2 separate regions of the Gossypium hirsutum genome follow, and region 1 is linked to region 2. The links are chromatin contacts, called in public Hi-C maps. All regions are on one chromosome and are shown on one strand. The core of a region is the stretch at or near the end of the contact, and the rest is flanking DNA. Distances in the headings are between cores, read along the strand shown.

What was found. Hi-C and Micro-C count contacts between places; a contact is called where the count stands out from the background.
Region 1: a contact with region 2 is called in a Hi-C map of leaf, with 1.7 times the contacts expected there. The contact joins the promoter of LOC107920605 here to the promoter of LOC107920344 in region 2. A contact is called at or near these places in 2 of 34 Hi-C or Micro-C datasets (both in leaf).

The regions. Positions count from the first base shown.
Region 1 is chrD13:6,531,897-6,538,524 of Gossypium_hirsutum_v2.1, reverse strand. LOC107920605 (pentatricopeptide repeat-containing protein At5g09450, mitochondrial) reads right to left here and starts at 5,324. Exons shown (of 3, transcript XM_016850399.2): 1 at 5,137-5,324; 2 at 4,707-4,959; 3 at 1,175-2,319. The coding sequence starts at 5,171. The coding sequence ends at 1,426.
Region 2 is chrD13:6,304,519-6,311,371 of Gossypium_hirsutum_v2.1, reverse strand. It overlaps LOC107920344 (protein EXECUTER 1, chloroplastic), which reads left to right and starts at 2,375. Exons shown (of 12, transcript XM_016850009.2): 1 at 2,375-3,167; 2 at 3,427-3,543; 3 at 3,644-3,709; 4 at 3,800-3,906; 5 at 4,135-4,216; 6 at 4,715-5,467; 7 at 5,588-5,711; 8 at 5,883-6,052; 9 at 6,270-6,344; 10 at 6,447-6,539; 11 at 6,636-6,781. The coding sequence starts at 2,796. The coding sequence ends at 6,728.

The DNA of each region.
Region 1 (6,628 bases), core at 4,075-6,574, 220 kb before region 2:
TAGTGTTAATTTTTATTTTTATTTTAGCCTACACTATGGGGATTATTATTATGAAGTAGCCAGCTAGGTAGAAGACAATATACTTAAAAAGAAGAGGTAATTGCGTAAAGAAGAATATTAGAAGATTCCAATGTACACTGCATTGAAATATATGGGATATAAAGCATTTCAAACTTCAATGTGAATTCCATTTATCAATGCTTAACTTGATAATCGGGTTTTGCTTACTTGTTCATGGTTGGATTGGATGCCTCGTTCCAATTCATCTGCCACTTGGGTTGGATTTTAATTTTTTTTAAGTGGCTAGTTTTACTATTTAAAAAGTATAAAAATAATAATTGTATAGTAATATTTTTATAATTAAATTTAAATAAATACACATTTATTATTTTTTGAACTTGAATTTTTTCAAGATTACACTTCAGCACCTCTAGTTATGAAATATTTGCCATCTTTGTTGTGATTTTTTTCTTCTTTTTCTTATTGAATCTTCTTTTTCTTCTTTCTGTGGGTTTAGTTTAACTTGACGGTCTCAACTTGTTTGTAGGTCACAAGTAGGGAAAAACCAACAGTTTTCTATATAGCTTTTTGCAAATCATAATCTCCTTTTAGCGTGATTGTTAACACAACTTTTTAAATTTAAAAAAAAAAGAGCTAAATTTTACTATAATTTCAATTAAGATGAAAATAATAATTATAAACCAATTGAGTTTTAGTTCAATTGACATTAGTATCGTTGCCGGTGAGAAGGACGTGAGTTTAAGTACGCTAAAACACATTATCCTCCGAGTTGAAGAGGAATTATAAATAATTCTAAGTACTCATTGTATCAAAAAGAACAGATATTATAAAAATCTATAATAACAACAGTAATAATAAACAAAGTCTCTTGACCCATATTTATCATCTATCTATAGGACCCTGCAATAGACCAGCAAACTGGGGGATTTACATCATTTTAGAATTGTTTCATGTTAAAAATTTTCAAACCACTTCCTATTCTATTTGTGTTAGTATAATTTTGAGTCTAAGCTAGTTCCAGACTTGGATCCATTTGGATTTCAGAAAATTCGGGTTCAAGTTAGATGGGTTAAAATTTTTGAAATCTTTATGATCAAATCAACAAGGCTGCTGCAAGATATGCCCATTACATAAAATATATAAACATATGATCAAATCAAACAGCAGCTCTACGTATTTCTATTCATCCATCAATCATGGAAAACAAAAGCAAATAGTTTAAATTTCAGGAATCAGTAGATCCTACCAACATTCAGAAAAAGGGTAAAAATACCGATTACCAGTACCAACAGTCAGCCATTTCTTGTAACTGCAATTCAATCACCGACACCGAGTAATCGATTTCTTTTCTCTCTCAAGTACAGTTTCCATGGAGGTGTTCCCACATTTAATTGCAACAGGCTCCTACTTGTTTGTGGGACTGCAGTTCCCACTAATCAGAAGCATATGTAAGTCGTTGGCTTTCTCCATCAACCCGGCATCTTCAAATGCACTCAAAATGCTGTTACAGGCAGATATATCGAACTCTGTGGTTGTCAACTGTTTCCACTGATTAAAAACTTCTCCCACTTCCTTCATATGCCCAAGAATCAGATACGATGAAAGAATGCATATGTAGTTTCTGCTTGTCATTTTTTGTTTCGTCATTCTTAGAGATTTCCATATCTGATCAATTTTATCTTTGTTCCCCAAGCCTGCATACAGCATGACAAGAAAGTCGTACGTTATCCATTCTCTTTGTGTGATGCCTTTCTCTATTTCGATAGGAGAGATCGAATCGGCACTTGTAAGACAGCTGGCAGTTACATAAATATTTACAAGGTTGATATATCTCTGCCAATCATCATTGCAACCGGAGTCACATCTCATTTCATTCAGAATCCTTTGAACTTGATCAATGTTTAGAGCTGCAGCACATGAACTTATCCAAAGATTGTAAGTAAAGATATCTGGTTCAACTTTCTGTCTCTTCAGTTCTTCTACAACGGAAGAAACCTTCTCGACCTGCCCAACTGACATGTACAGAGTCATAATCTCGTTGTAGAGAAGGGCAGAGAACGAGAGCTTTGACCCCTTTATCCTCTCATAAAGTTCTTCGGCCTTTTCAGTCAATTTTGCGGCAGCATAAGAGTGGAGAAGAGCAGTGTAAGTTTCACTTGTCTTTGCAGTCAGAGGTAAATCTTCGAAATAGCGTTCAGCAGCATCAATACCAAAAACTTTTGTCATCAAGTCAATACGAATAGCATAGTCAGTGTCTGATAACTTGTATTCTTCATGACTAACCATCCATTCTGATATCTGCAAGCTCGAATGGGTAAGGTAAAGAAAATTGACAATCAATTCTAACCGCGAAATCAAAAGCCACACGAACTATAAGGCACAAACATTTCCACACAGATGCAAGATGAAGCTTTGTTGGTCAAATTATGGTTTTTGGCCTAACACTATACTCAACTTGGAGATTGAAGTATTGTACTTTAATTTGGCATAACCTGACCCTGCCACTATTACTATCATTAATGTTGTCTTGATGCAAATCGCTCTCACCGTTAAAAATAATTTATTAGTCTGCTAAGGTGAAATTATTTTTAAAGAAAAAAAGAGTCCAAGTCATGAGATTGAGCTAGAAAATTCTTTTTATGACAAATTAATGAAAAATAACTATTCTGGTTACCAAAATTTCATCTTTTAAATGATGTAAGAAATTCGATTGTCAGGTTTTTAAATAAAATACATCAGCTGACTTATGAGAAACGGTGTCAATGATTTGGACTAAGGCATACTATTAATAATAGTAAGAGAACAAAATTATTCCAAATTACAGTACACGGATTGGCCATCTCACTAGTGCAGTGGTTAAGGTGTTAGGTGTTGGAACCTACATCCAAGGATTGAGCCCTGAGACACACCCTCTTCAATGTATCCAAATAAAAGTATAGTACAGGGAATAAAACCTGTAATTTGACCAACTTTGTTTCTGATATTAGAAAGGGGAAACGAAAAAGAGACTAACCTAATGTTGCAAGGTGCAACTCACAAAGGACTACTATTATAACAGAAAGAAAAAGGGATTTGGGACTTTCCTACATCCATAACATCGGACTTTTATATCTCACACTCGAAAAAAGAAAATCATTCTTGGTATCGATAAAAATTCTCATCAAAACCAACTTTCACAACATGCCCTCTTATAACTGAAACAAAGAACAGGTGAAATAATAAAGTGACTGTGAGACACTATAATAGTAATCAAATTACACTTACAAAAACCGCAAGCGAGAAGAAAGTTTTCGTATTTCAATGGATCAGAGGAAGTGAATGAACTCTAAAGTGAAAGAGGTAAATAGTGCACTTCTACAAGCAAGCCTTAGTAGAGACTTAAATCTACTACAAAAGACGAGACATGTATGATATATCCGTAGTTAACATTACAAGATCACTGTTGCTATATAGCTAAACATCCAAGTAGGGGTGTAATTGGATTGAATCAAACCGAACTCAAATAATGGTAAGCTCAAGCTCGAGCTTGACTCAAAATTCAACGGTCGATGCTTGGCTTGAGCTCGATCAAACATATATTTCTAAGCTTGAGCTTGGCTCAAGACTTAATAGAACTACTAGAGTTTGAGCTCAACTAAACTCATTTATCAATTTTCATACTCAAGATTGAAATCAAGATCGATTAAGCCAGTTCATATGAGCTTGTACTTAAGCTCTTTCTATATAATAAGGGTAAAAATGTAATTTCATAACGTAAAACATATTAAAATGAAAAGCTTGATTAGGCTCATGAGCTGTTCGGATTGAGCATTAAGGTGCTTGAATTTGGCTTGATTGATAACTCGAGCTACTAAAGCTTGAACTCAACTTGATAATTACTAAATCAAATTCAAGTTTTTTCTAGTCAAACTTGAATAGTTTGATAACAACACTGTCTCATTTACACCCTACATCCAAGCTAATCAAATGGCAAACCCTAATGTGTTGCAAAAATCTTCTGTAGACAAAAGATTAACCTAACATACATACTAAGATATTCTCTATTTGTTGACAAATACACACACACACACACACACACATATTATCTCTTTAATTATTTGTTTAACATTTGCAACAAATCAGACCATTCCCCTAAGCAATGGATTACTATCAGACATGTCAATTGGGCAAGCCAAGTTGATTTTGAATCAAGTCAATTTAAATTGAGTCAATTCAAGTTTTTAAAATTTTTGCGTAATATTGGTTCAGGTAAACCTTGGGTTAAGATCCATTGGATCTTTCAGGTTGGAGGCCAAGGTTTTTAGGCCGGGTTATTGGTTTGAGTCATTTTGAGTTCGGTTCATTCAGGTTCGTGCCAGTTTTGGAATCAGATCCTTTCAGGTTTGGGTTGTAAACTTCTTATGATCAAATTAAGTTGGGTTGAGTTTGATTCCAAGTTGATTGAGTAGGATTCGGGTCAAGTTGACAAGTCTAATTGCTATGAATCCAATTGACCCAATCAAGGTTAATCAAATCTAAGGATTCAAGCATTATTTTTCTGAAGCCGCAAAAGTGATGGAAAGTTTCATCAAGGATTATTAAACTAAGCAAGCATTTCTAGATTCTTTAGGCAAATCAAACCAACCCAACAACACCCAAATCTTAATTTCATTCTAATTGACTTCAATTACTGAGTAAAAATATACCTCGAGAGCATGCTTGAAACGCTGAGATTTTCTAAGGTCTTTAGAAATTTGGCGGAGGTCAGAGAAGGAAACCCGGTTGCCCTCACCCACCCATTTCTCTATAACGGTGGTGGCGCTCCGTTTCGGGAGGCGCAACCGGAAAATGCGGCTTCTCAGATCATCGGTTTCCGAATTATTTATATAATCGTCCGTGTATTCGGTGCTGACGGAGCCCGAAGACAACAGCCTCGACATGCACCGTTGGCTGCTTCTCCTGCACACACACACATATATGTATTTTACAGTTTGGGAAAATTGATGTTTGAGAAATGAAAAGATTTTAACTTAACAACAGCTAATAAGAATTGTATTTGATCCAGTTTAATAAAATTATCTTTTTAAAAAAAACAAATTCTTTGAAATGGAAATTTATGAGAATGAAGATAGTTACCGTCTGAGACTAAGAAAGAGGGAACGCGACGCCATGGAAATTGATAAAGAGCTCTTTTAGCTTAAGCTTCTCTTCCCCACTTGTTCCTTTTAGGAATTCTCCAGGATTACTGCAGGGGTGTTTAGTTAATAAACATGTCCATATGGGTCGGGTCGGATCAGTACGCAGCCTTAAACGGGTCACTGACTAGCTTAGACAGCTGAATTATACCTTTGTGTATATATATACATTATCAATTTCAAAATTGAACAAATTAATTCCTCTACAAAATAATTTCTCTCTCTTAACTTTAACATGAGAATCAGGAAAAACAATCAAAACCAAAATTCTTAAGAAAAACATATTTCAGTTTTTTTTATTGAATCATATTATAAAATTTTTCAAAAAGAATTTTATGGTCAACTCAAAATTTAGACTTTCTTTTTTGGTGATTTTTATTCCAGACTAATTTAGTATCACTTCTAAAAAGCACTTTTAGTATAAAAAGCACTTTTAACATAAAAAAAATATTGCTAAATAAGATGCTTTTAAGCTCAAAAGTGCTTTTGAGAAGCAATATTAAACTAAGCTTTTATTTATTTTTCATTCATGATTAAATTTATCCAAAAAATCGAAAAACCAAAAAAGAAGAGAAAACTCCATTCCAGCTTATTACACACTTTTTCAAGATCCAACTTAATGACCATAGCACAATTTTTCCCTTTCATCTTTTTGAGCAAGTGCATAATCTTTTAGACAATAGTGACATTATTCGAGGAGTGCCTTCCAGGAACAAAACTACCCTGAAATGGAGAAATTATCCTATATAAAAGGGGCCTTAGTTTCATAACCATGACTTATGTGATAATCTTGTAGATCGTATTACCTAGAGTAATCAGGCGGAATTGTGAAAAAGAGGTTGCCTCTTTGGATTTGGGAATAAGAGCGACCAATGTCTCATTAAAGGTAGTGGGAACAACGACATTTAGGAAAGTCATAGAAATCTTAGAAACCGTCGAGATGATTTTCTACTTCACTTCAGACCAAAGGTGTTGATAGAAAATGGGTGTAGTTTGGACTTGGGGCTTTAAAAGGTTTGAGGAACCAAGTTGCTTTTTCTATATCCACAAAGGAGATTTCAAATAAAAGAAATTGAATATTTGAGTTTGGAAAACGAGGCAAGTTAAGATCGATGGTTGGCGTTTTATCAGCAGCAAAAGAAGAAAACAATACACATAATAAGGAAGCAAGATGCAAGAAATATTTTCCTAATTGCTCACAAACGTGCAACAAGCAATGAAATGAATAAATTGTAATAAAATCATGGGGCTTTTTGATGTTAATGGAAAGTGGATAACTAAAAGAAGAGATATAGAGAACTTAGTGCAAGATCATTTCATCAAGCTTTTCACTACTTCCAAGGAATCATCTACACTCGTTTCCTTATGTGTCGATATTGAAAATTGGCCAACTATGCTCTGTGATAATTTTTTTGTTGAAGAGCATGCAGCTT
Region 2 (6,853 bases), core at 1,126-3,625:
TTAAATGTTGTTATAGGTGGAAGGCAAAATGGGTGAGAAAAATGGCCTTGAAAATGGCCTATTTTCGTCCACACGGGTAGAGACACAAGCGTGTGTCTTAGTCGTGTGTGACATACGGCCATGCCCACGGGCGTGTGGTTAGGCCGTGTGCCTCCTACACCTAATTTTCAAAAATTAAATTGTCCACATGGCCTAGCACACGAGCGTGTGGTTGGTCGTGTGACCTAAGTCAGAGAGTTACATGGGTAAGGACACGGGCTGGGACACGGTCGTGTGTCTCACATCGAATGCCCATATGGCCTGGGACACGGGCGTGTCACTTGGCCATGTGAGCCACACGGCCTAGCCACACGGGCATGTGTCCCCTGCATCTAAGAAAATTTTTAAAATTTCATGAAAAATTCTCTGAATTCCCGATTTAGTCCCAACTTGTTTCTAACTCATAAATTGGGCCTCGAGGGTCCATTTAAGGGACAATATGATTGAATATATTTGATTTTGGATATGAATAGTAAATGATATGAATTGACTGTATTTATTCTGTAAACTCCAATAATGCTCCGTAACTCTGTTCCTGCGACGGATATGGGTTAGGGGTGTTACAGATTTTGTCCAGATATATTTTGGGTTTTTTGTCTATTTGAGCTTTGTATTGGTTTGAATTTACTATGTACATGCTCAAACTTATATTAAAATTGGTTAAACTACATCCAATGCCGTTAAACTATTAATAAGTTCACGTTGTAGTCACTAAACTTCAAAAAGTTACAAAATGATCACAGAACTATTCGAAAGTTTTCATTTAAGTTGTTAAACTATTTGAAAGTTTTTATTTAAGTTACTGTGTTGATAAGTTTTTTTTTTAATTTGGCTAGTGAGCTCTAAGTGAAAATTCAACAGTTGTTATAGTGAATCAGTACCTATCGATAAGTAGAAGAGCATACATTAGATCCAAGTTGATATGACAGTTAGCCTCAAAAGTCAGAAGAAAGTTGTTTGGATTTTAGTTTGCAGATTTATAACGTTCAAAATAGTTTCATGAAAAAAATGAATTGTAGAAGAGAGAGCTTGAGAGCTTTAGATTGGTGTAGGCCATACTATAGCGGTTTTAACAACCTAGTAACTTGAATGAAAACTCTCAAATCGTTCAATGACCATTTTGTAAAATTTTAAAGATGAGTGACCAAAACATAAACTTACTAATAGTTTAGTGACCTTAGATGCAATTTACCTTTTAAAATTGTTCTATATAAATTGGTACTAAACTATACCCTTTTTTCCATGTTTGTACCCAAACTTTTTTTTTGTCTCAAGTGATATCTAAACTACTTTGTTTCCCCAATGGTACATCTGTTAGTCAAAACGTTATCTAAACTATGTTTTTTTTTCATTTTGGTACCTAAACATTTTCTTTTGTCACAAGTGGTACCTAAACCATTCTTTTGTTATCCATGTTACATCAAAATATTATATTCGTTAAAAAAAATTAGTCAATAAACTTAAAAAAACATTTTTAATTCTTTTATTTCCCTTATTTCTTTTACATAATTTCTCTTTTTATTTTTTTTCTCTATTTTTTTTCTTGTTCCTTTATAGTATCTAGTAATACTAGCAATACTTGAAATTTGCCATCCCGAGGTCGAAACACTAGCGATTAACTTTATTTTCGAACTTCACCGCCTGCTTGCTCGACTTGTTAGGATTGAAGAAGCTATTTCATCAATTAAAACCAATGTTTCCAGAACCAGACCAAATCAGCTAGTCAAATTGAGATATTGATTCGTAGATAAGGGTTGAATCCATACGAATCGGTTGAACCTATTTCTTTATTTTTAAATTTTTTTATGATTTTTTAATAATTTATTTGATCGAACCAAATGAATTGATCAAATCGAGAACTGATGGCCTAATCGGTTCAATCATCAGTCTGATTTTGAAGAAAGAAAAAATTAAAAATAGAAAGAATATAAATACATAAGAGAAACTAATATTTGTCTTTTTTAAACTAGCAGAGGTATCAACTTGGGAAACAAAGGTACTTTAGGTACCACTTATGACTAAAAAATATTTAGGTACCAAAATGAGAAAAAAAAACATAGTTTACGTACCAATTTGTAGGTTAAACTTTTTAAAAAAAATAGACTTAACGATTTGACTAACATAAGTTTCAACTTGAGAAAAAATATAGTTCAGATACCACATGTAACAAAAAAAATTAGGCACCAAGATGAAAAAAATAATTTAGGTACCAATTTAGGAGTTAAGCGTACAAATTAGAAGTTGAAAACAATACAGGGACTAAAACTAGAATTTGACAGAAAATATAAGCAAATGATATTAGATATAAATATTACTTGGAGATTACCTCCAACATGTCTTCTGTTTATGTCTCCACTCTTCACTCACTGTTTTTCTTTTTCTGTCTTTGCCCTTTTCAGCGAAAAAAAATCCTAAGCCATAAATTATATTTTTTAATATAAATACCAGAAGTGGTATGGTAATAGTAGTATTTTTACCAGAAGTGTTAAAGTACGTAACGCAACCAAAACTTGCTTTATCTCTAAATTGCATACTCTCTCTACGCTCACCACCACCAGTCGCCACCCTCACCACTGCCGCTTCCGCCACCTCTTTTTCTCTTCTTTTCACAAATCAAATACCCAAACCCCAAATTTCTTCCTTTCCCACTCTATTCAAATTCATCCTTTTCTGGGAAAATTATAACTGAATTTTCTTCCCCTCCTTCCCTGAAAGAAACGAAGAAGAAATTTTAGTACGAAAGCAAAGATAAAGATATGGCTTCAATCCCAACTCCTTCACCTGGTAATCTCACATTCCCGAGCCATCAGTTTCCGTCTTTTAAAAGATCGTTTTATTACCCGCCGGCGAGGTTCCCCGATTCCACTCTGTGCCGCTGCTCCGATAACTCTTCCGACAACAATTCCGTTAGCTGGAGGTGGGACTCCGCCGTTGTAGACGTTATCAAGAGTGCCGTCAAACGATTCGATTCGTACTTGAACCCTTTCCGTAAACACCCCGCGGAAACCGGCGGCGTTTCTGAGAACCGACGGCGGCGACGAGACGAAGAGGGAGGTTGGGATTGGGATCAATGGAAAAAGCACTTCGAACAAGTCGATGAACAAGAACGGCTCCTGTCCCTTTTGAAGGTCTTTATGAATCTATGCTTCTTTTTTGCTGTTTTTTTTTTTGAAAAAAAAAATAATAAGCTTGAAAAAGTCTTGTTAAATGGTAAGTTTGAGGCCGGAATTTTGAAATCTCATGTTCGAGCCCCACTTAATTAGTTAGAACAAGTTCAATTAGGTATTCAGTTCAATGTTTGTAATGATCGATTATGATTGTAAAATGGGAAAACCTTGAAAATTGATGGAATGTCTTTGATTACAAGCTTTTTTGACCTTTTAACAGGCACAGTTATATGAAGCTGTATGTAAAGAAGATTATGAGGATGCTGCTAGGTTAAAAGTTGCAATTGCAGCTGCTTCTACAAATGACACTGTTGGCAGAACCATGTCCCATTTTAATGTATGAATTAAATTTCATTTATTTAATTTTTTTAAGGGGGAAAACGGAAGGAATTTCCATTGTTCTTGCTGAGTGCTGACCTGATTTATTGTCATTTCAGAAAGCAGTAGTGGAAGAACGTTTCAAGGATGCAGCATTTTTACGAGACACTGCCGGTACTGGGTTGGTAAGTTTTAATTTTATTTTGAAGAAAAAAATGGTTCCTTTATAGCGGTTTTAAGTAAATGTTGTTTGGTTTTATGGTCTTGGGTTCCAGGTTGGATGGTGGGCTGGTCTATCCGATGATACCAAAGATCCTCACGGTCTAATTATACGTATAACTGCCGAGCATGGCAGATATGTCGCTAGGAGTTTTAGTCCTAGGTAATCACTCCAATCTTTCATGTTTATATGTATGTATAGATCATTTCTATGTTTGAGCACACATGTATATGCTCTACTAATATCAAATATACAGTTAAAGTACGGGGCATTTCTTTTTTAGTTATTTGGCATTGGCTCCTGTTTTCTTATACTTCTTTCTCATGCTTACTGATTTCTAATTTAAATGAATGTTTCTGAGTTCTTGTTAGACTGATGCTTTCCTTTCAGGCAACTCACTACTGCATCGGCTGGTATGCCCTTATTTGAGATCTTTCTTACTGTAAACAAGAAAGGTGAATACAAACAGCAGGTATCTTTTATTCCCATTCTTTCTGGATTGCTGCATAATTTTCTGATGTTTGAGTTAAAGTTACTTATACAGCAGCATTTTCTGTTAAATTAACAGAAAAACTGGCTTACTGTAGGTCACTTTGGGATGTCACCTTCTATATTTGTGTTCATGGTTCTAATGATGATAATTCTCAAACTGGCTTTTTAGTGTGTGTGTGTGTGTGTCTCTTCATGATCCTTTGTTGGAGTATAATGACAGTAAATCAAGTCTTATATCTAGCTTTGATGAAAGTTTGTCATCAGTTGATATGTCCAATGATTTTGGTGTATTGCTTGTTATATATGTGTTTGATTCAGTGAGGCGCAGTAAGCCATCGGGGTGTATATACACATTCATACACATGGACACTTGTATATCTGTGTGTACCAGACATCCTGCTTAGTATTTGTAGTTTTGTATTCCATTTGTAGTAGCATTTAATGTTTCACGAATGCAGCCTTATTTGGTGTTTTTCAGGCAGTGTACTTGAAAAAGAGAAGGGTTTTCCCAGATCCTTCAAAGGTGTCTTCTAAAACATCAGGAGCCACAAGTCGCAGGGTTCCATCAGTCACCAGTGAAGACAAAAGTAATCTTGTTGTTGTGAGTACAGAAGATGATGAAGATGGTGATTATGAAGATGATGATGATGATGATGATGTTGCAGAAGATGGATCTGATGTGGGTGAGGGACTAACTAGTTTTCAGAATTTACTGCAAGATATGATTCCTGGGGTGAAGGTCAAGGTCTTGAAAGTCAGTGCACCCGGGAAAGTGGACCAAGATTTTATATCTAAGGTGATTGAGCAGATCATTGATGAAGACGACGAAGATAAAGATGCTGAGGTGGAAAGTATAGAATTGGATGATGAACTTAAGAGTGAAAATGACCATGAGAGAGATCAGTTTGAGATGGATGTTGATAGTGGGTTTATTGATAGTGATAAGCGAGGTGAAATTGCAGTTAAAGTTGTCGTTGGTGGTCTTGTAGAAAAACTTTCTGGCAGTGTACCTGCATTGGACTCAGTTAGAGTGCCTGCTAAGCTAGTGAAAAAGGGGCAACTAACATTTTCATTTTCTATAGAAGAAGACGTAAACCAACAAGTTTCTAGTCTCAAGACAAAGGGTTCGACGGATAGGAAACCAAAGGCTCAAAGCCAACGTAGCGTAGATAACATAATGTTTGATCTTGCTAAATTTATTGGCAGTGGCAGAGACAAGATACCTTTGAAGGTGGGTTCATATTAAATAAACACGATGAATAAATTTTGTAGATTGAGTTTTACAGATCATTTCCCGTTTTAAGTTTCTACGCTATAATGCTTGGTTTGCTAACTGATTTCCACAATGCAGGTGCTGAAAGATGTTGGCGAATTAATAAATCTCACTCTCAATCAAGCTCAAAATCATCAACCACTATCTGGATCAACAACTTTCCATCGCATTGAAACTGCAGCATCACCAGATCCTCTAAACGGTGATTTCTAACACCATCTGTTCTGCTTCTTGATATTTTGATGAAATGATAATTTATTCTCTCGTTTTGTTTACACTATTTTACATTGTCCTCTATTGTTTTGCCATGATGGTTATTCATGCCTATCAACTATCGTAGAATATTGTATTTACATTATGTTGGTTTGATCAGGACTATATGTCGGTGCGCATGGGCTTTACACTTCTGAAGTCATTCATCTTAGACGCAAATTTGGCCAGTGGCAAGGGGATAGTGGGACTAAGGAGCCTTCAGATCTTGAATTTTATGAATATGTGGAAGCTGAAAAACTAACCGGGGATCCTTATGTGCCAGCAGGCCAGGTGATTTCATCATTTAATTTAACTTTCTGTTATGAATAGAGGTAGCTTTAATTGAGCTTGAATGTAGGATTCCATTAATTTTGCAGTGCCGAATGATTTATAAATTTCAAATGTAGCTGAATGTCTTGTTTGTTTTTAAGTTAATAGTTCCTCTTTGGAATGATTACCTACCTTTATTTGGTTAGTCTCCTTATACTATACCTTGGAATTTCTACAGGTGGCATTTCGAGCCAGAGTTGGTAAAAGATATCAGCTCCCACATAAAGGAATAATTCCTGAAGAATTTGGAGTGGTGCATTTTAGCTTACATTCTTAGCTCGTATTTGTTTGAACTTTTCCTTTTCGTACCTTCTTCAAACGTTAAGGAGATTTTGTGTTCTTTTTTGCAACTCAGGTTGCTCGATATAAAGGACAAGGGAGGCTTGCTGAGCCAGGCTTTCGAAATCCACGATGGGTTGATGGTGAACTTGTCATTCTTGATGGGAAGGTTTATCTCTTTTGTCTGATAATGTTTTTGGTTCAATGTCTTTAAAACTCAAATAGATACTAATTATTCAATTTTCTAAATGGCTAATTCAAACAGTACATCAAAGGAGGGCCTGTTGTCGGATTTGTATACTGGGCTCCTGAATATCACTTCTTGGTGTTCTTCAATCGACTAAGACTTCAACCATAGTTGGCTGTACATAATAATCGAGCATGTTTATTATTTGGTTCGGATAGCTTGGGGTAAGCACTTCATCACCGTAAAGTAGATGTAAGAAATATATCTAAATGTACATAATAATCGAGCATGTTTAT